Linked DNA regions of Mus musculus: region 2 is linked to region 1. A link is a contact called in public Micro-C data. All regions are on one chromosome and are shown on one strand. The core of a region is the stretch at or near the end of the contact, and the rest is flanking DNA. Distances in the headings are between cores, read along the strand shown. Region 1 holds the start of Scmh1 (sex comb on midleg homolog 1). Region 2 holds the start of Nfyc (nuclear transcription factor-Y gamma).

Region 1 (2,764 bases), core at 26-2,525:
CATTAACAGCATCACCACCAGATTCCCAGAGCCTCTCAGACTCTTGATAGCCATCCCTGCCACACCTTTGCTCTCAGTCTCTCCTCATCCTGAGAAGCCTTTCTTTGCAGCTTCCTCTAGGAACCAGATTGAATGAGCTTCGGGCTAAGTAAGGGCTGCTTTCCCGGAACTCTCTGGTTCTGGTGTGAGTTCCATAGCTGTGATAAAGACCCCTACCAAAAGCAACCTGGGAGAGGAAATGGTTTATTTGGCTTACACTTCCACAACATTGTTCATCTCTGAGGGAGGTGAGAACAGCAACAGGGAGACAGGAAATGAAGCTAGGCTATGGAGCAACATCCTTTATTGGCCTCTCTTTATACCACCTAGGACCACCTCTGCCCAGGGGTAGCACCTCCCACATCAATCATTAGACAAGAAAATGCCCACCCAGACTTTGCCTATAGGCCATTCTGATGGAGACTGTTATGCAACTGAGATTCCACCTTCTGAGATAAGAGTAGATTTGTTTCAGGCTGATAAAAATCAACCAGCATTTCCCTTAACACCTGACCTCCAGGCAAGAGCACAGCCAGTAAAATTGTGTGATCTTGGAGACGTAGCTCTCCCCCCCACCCCCATGAACTTCAGTTTCCGCGGGCTAAAACATAACGTTCTTGAGACACAATTGTGTGTGGGGTGGGGTAGCATCATTGGAAGGACCCTAGCCACTGTAGTACCTAGCACGCTAACATTCAAAGCCTACTACGGGGCAAAAGTGAAGGCCTGCTTTTGTTAGTCTTGTTGCACCTTTTGGGGCGCACTGGTTTTCTCCTCATAGTAGTTTTCCTCCCGCCTGCGCATTGGAAAGACTAAAGGTGCGAAGGAACTCTTTTAAGATTACTCCACAGCCGGCCACCAGCTGGGTGGGGGCTGAGGGCCGACGGGATTCGAACCTGGGACCTCAGAGGACGTCATTCACTTGTCTGGGAGACGCGAGCAATCCAGTGGGTCGCGGCTTTTTTTTTTTTTTTTTTTTTTTTTTTTTTTTTTTTAGGGCTGGCGGTCGCGAGGCGGGGGGAAGGCGCGAGGGGTCGCCCCTTCCCGCCGCCCCGCGCGCGCGCGCGAGAGAACCCAACGGCCGCGGCGCGCGCCACCTCGCGGCAGGAGTCTCTGGCGGGCGGGGCTGGGCAGCTCTCGCCCCCGCCCCCCGCCCCTCGGCCGCCGCCGCCGCCGCCGCCGCCGCCTCGGTGGAGCCCCCCGCCTCCCGCCGCCGCCTCAGCCGAGCCGCTCTCCAGAGCCGTCGCCCGCCCCTGCCGGCGTCCTCGCTCGCTCCCTGCGCAGCGGAAACATGGCGGCTGGATGGGAGTGAGCCGCCCGCGCCCCGCGCCGCTGTCGCCCTCAGGTAAGCGCCTCACTGCCACCCCCGGCCCGGTCCGGGCCCCTCAAGGCCCGCCTTACGGCCACGGGCTGGAGCGAGTCCCCGCCCGGTGACCCTGGTGTCTGTGTCCGCGGCCCTCCGGCGGCCGTGTCAACCCGGCCAGAACCCCGGCGGCCTGCGCCGCATCTGCTCGGGCCCAGTGTCCGGCGGCGGCCTGACGCGTCGGGGTCGGTCGGGGGCGCGGCGCGCGAGTCCCCGCACAGGGCCCCTTCCGAGCGGGGAGCAGGGCTTGGGGCGGAACCGGGAAGCCTGGCTCGGGCCCAGTGCGGGGGCTCTTTCGGGCTGCTGGGACGCGTCGCCAGAGAGATTCGCCTGGGTCCCAGCAGCGGAGCACCGGGGGTCGTGAACACAGTGGGCTTGGAGCTTTCTTCAGGGGTCCCGGGGCTGGGGGCGGGGTGGGGGAGACTCACTTGTGTCACCTGCCTGGAGCCGGGCAAACACCCGGCGGCTACAGAAGGTTTCGAACCTGAGACAGGGAACGGCGGACAACCTTAGAGCACAGCAGGGGAAGGAGTTCCCTAGTAGATAGGTGAACCCCAAAACATACCCCAAAGCGAAGAGATCTGAGAGTCATCCAGGCTCCCCCTACTCTTATCCTATTCGGGAAGGAAGTTATCTTTAAAAATTCCAAATAATACCCTAATAATTTGGCGAACCTTTTAGGACGGCTCTCCGTCCTAGTCCTAATAACCTTTCTAAAGTAAGGCCGTCCAGTCTGGTCCTGGATGGATTTGGTTATAGGTAGAAAGGAACGGCTGTCTCTCGTCTTTCTGCTTCGTTTCCTCTTGGGCAGCTGTTAAGAGTGAAGATAGTAATCGTGTCCCCTGAGTCTTATTTTGGCTAACTCCCAATTCCTTTAGTCTTTTTCTTTACTCTGGTCTTTGATCCGCTCCTTTGATGAGCACTGGTTTGCCCATATTGCCCCCACAGAAGAGCTTCTTGTGAGCAGAGAGACCAAGCTCAATCATTTCTAAGGGAAGAGCTTTGACCCTAAAGGACTGACCTTAAATAAAAAGTACTCTCCCTTCCTCATTTTCGTACTGCGTTGAACTTAGCGGGTGGGGGTAGGGAGGGGAGAGGGAAAAGCTGTATAGTAGTAGCATGTGTTCCCCCAAGCTAAAAGAGATCATCCTGTTTTGTGGTTTCTCTTCCTTTGAAAAATTGAACACTTCATCAAGTGAGCTAATGTATATCAAAAGATTGTACAGTGTAATATATCATGCAGATAAAAGAGCTTATTATTTTTGCTCTAAAAAGGACTGAGACCTAGATTGGTGCCAAACTGCAATTTAATATTTGCTTGGAGAGAGAACTGCCTTATGACAATGAACTCTGCTTTTTTTC
Region 2 (2,700 bases), core at 65-2,564, 420 kb after region 1:
TTACTCCTGAGTTTGTCTCACCTGCCCTCTGAACTGAAAGTTAAGAGAGATCAATTTTAAGGGGGAAGTGGGGTAACTCAGTTGGTAGAATGTTTGTCTAGCAAGCACAAAGCTCTGATCCTATATTCTTCTTAGACCAGTGAAAATTTCATATATAACATCTCAAAACTAGCATGATCCCAAATCCTGTAACCCCCAACTTCCCAATTATGCAAATACATTCTACAGCTGACTTTCTGATTCTACTTAATGTAATGTTAAAATGGCATTCAGCCTCTAAAAGTTGATACACCTGTCCAGTGGGATCCGGCTGTTTACCTGTTTCCCACTCTCCATTTCAGAACCCAGAATGGAGTCTGGAGTTCTACACTAATCCTCCGGGTTTCAAAACCCAAATTCTTACAGCAGGCTCCCTAATCCGATTCTGTCCTTCTGGTCCTCACTCCCACTACTTCCATACCATGCACTCAGACTTCTACTCAGGGTCATTCCCAAGCTGGATCAATTTCCAAGTCTAGCACCCCTAGGTCTCGAAGACACTTCTGTTCCGTGTTTACAAAGCAGGGGCTTGCACACCCCATCTTGTAGTTGACCGTGCCTCTGGTATTAGTAGTGACCCCTCCCCGTTGCAGGCCACACGCCAGGCTACCACTCTCTTTCTCCTCTGGGCCTCCGGCTCCGTCCCGGAGACTCCCCGCCACGCTGGCATTAGAGGGACCGTCGCCCTGCCGCCAGAGCCTGAGCAGCTAGCATCCCGACAGCCGCCAATTCCTTCATCACCCCCCAGGCCGGAGCCGGCGTGACCAATAAGGTGCCAGGTCCGCGGCCTCCCCGCCGCCGACCAATCACGAGCGAGCCCCCCCGCCGTCGCCTTCCGCCAATGGGAGAAAGCCCGCGGGCCCAGGCGCACGGACCCCGCGAGCGCAGCCGCGACGACAGCGGCGGGCCCGGCGAACACATAACATGGCGGCGGCAGAGCCGACCGAAGTGCAGCGGCGGCCGCAGAGGGAAGGGAGCTCTCCGCCATTGGCGGGAAGCACCGCCCTCACTGCCGGCCGCCCCCTCTCTCTCTCCCCTCCTCACCCAAGCTTTCATACACTCACAGGCCTCTACTCCGGCGTCCAGCGAAGAAAGCAGCCGCCCCCGCGCTGCTGCGCCGTCGGGCAATGCAGAGGCCCGGGCGCGGCGGAGGGGAGGGGGAAGCGTGCGTCACGAAAAACCGGAGCGCGTGCGGAGCGGGGGCGCAAACAAGATGGCGGCCGCGCCGTTTGTACCGTCTCCCCTGCCCCTCCCCCCACTCCGCGCCTCGACTCCCAGCAACGCGTAGTGCGCAGCGGCTGAGGTGCCTGAAGTCTCGCGAGAATTGTCTTGCCTGGCCAAGCGGGATAGTGAGAGCGGAGACTTTTGGGGCCCCGCCCCTTCCCAGGGGCGCGGGAGGCGTTTCTCGGTGACCTCCGAGGACGTTCTATATCCTTGAAGCTCTCAGCTAGGATGCGCTCGCTTCTGGGTTTTAGGAAATAGTTTTCCGTGTTTTGTTCTTCAAGGAAATGAATGGTAGGGAGAGAAGAACTTCGCGGGCATGGAAAATTTAAAAAGCCGCCTGGGGCTCAGCAAACCGGACGACCTGAATTCGATTCTTGGAACCCAGGATGGACCAGAAGAACAGAGTCCTGAAAGCTGAACTCTGATCATTAATGTGCGACGCGCGCGCGCACACACACACACACACACACACACACACACACACACACACACACACCAGTAAGTGAAGAAATAAAATTTCCAAACAACCAAAAAGGTGACATTTTAAAACGTTAAAATTGGCATAAAAAGGGCTGGAGAGATGGCTCAGTGGTTAAGAGCACTGACTGCTCTTCTGAAGGTCCTGAGTTCAAATCCCAGCAACCACATGGTGGCTTACAACCATCCGTAATGACATCTGATGCCCTCTGGTGTGTCAGAAGACAGCTACAGTGTACTTACATAAAATAATAAATATTTTTTTTAAAAATTGGCATAAAAAATTAAAGAGTTGGGAGGTGGCTCAGTAAAGTGCTTCCTACAAGCATTAAGACCTGCATTAGCCCCCCCAACACTCCATAAGCCACTAGCACAGTAGTCTCCCATACCTGAAAGGCTTGAAAAGAAACCTGCCAGCCTAGCTAAATAAGCAAGCTCCTGGTTCAGTGGGAGGCCCAGTCTATACAAATAGGTTGGGGCCAGCGCGGTAGAACTGAAATTCCAGCACCTGGGAAGACGGAAGCAAGAGGGTCTGTGAGTTCAACGCCAGCCTTGTCGAGTTCCAGGACTTCCAGAATTACGCAGGGAAATCCTGTGTCAAAAAATAGGGTGAAGTTTCCACTGAAGACATCTAGATGTTGCCTTCTATGGGCGAATGCATTCCATGCAAATACATTAACACAATATGTATGGCTTGGTGTGGTAATACATGCCTCTAATCTTGGCACTTTAGGCTGAATATGGAAGCCAACCATTTTGGGGAGGTGGGGGTGGGGATGGGGAAGTGTAGTATTTCACAAGGCCTGTCTATAACTGGTTGTCCGGTGCTCATTATGTAGTCCACACTGACCTTAAACTCAGCTAAATCTTCCTTACTTAGCCTCGGGGTCCTGGGATTACAGACATAAACTACCATGCCCAGCACACACACACACACACACACACACACACACACACACA

What was found. Hi-C and Micro-C count contacts between places; a contact is called where the count stands out from the background.
Region 2: a Micro-C map of embryonic stem cells shows a contact between it and region 1, with 4 times the contacts expected there. The contact joins the promoter of Nfyc here to the promoter of Scmh1 in region 1. A contact is called at or near these places in 6 of 39 promoter capture datasets (the C10 cell line, cranial neural crest, frontonasal cranial neural crest and 3 more), 3 of 484 Hi-C or Micro-C datasets (embryonic stem cells, granulocyte-monocyte progenitors and pre-B cells) and 1 of 115 datasets of contacts at active chromatin or transcription factors (bone marrow-derived macrophages).

What each region holds. Positions count from the first base shown.
Region 1 is chr4:120,404,073-120,406,836 of GRCm38.p6, forward strand. It overlaps Scmh1 (sex comb on midleg homolog 1), which reads left to right and starts at 1,276. Exons shown (of 18, transcript NM_001379185.1): 1 at 1,276-1,384.
Region 2 is chr4:120,824,427-120,827,126 of GRCm38.p6, forward strand. Nfyc (nuclear transcription factor-Y gamma) reads right to left here and starts at 1,315. Exons shown (of 10, transcript NM_008692.4): 1 at 1,104-1,315.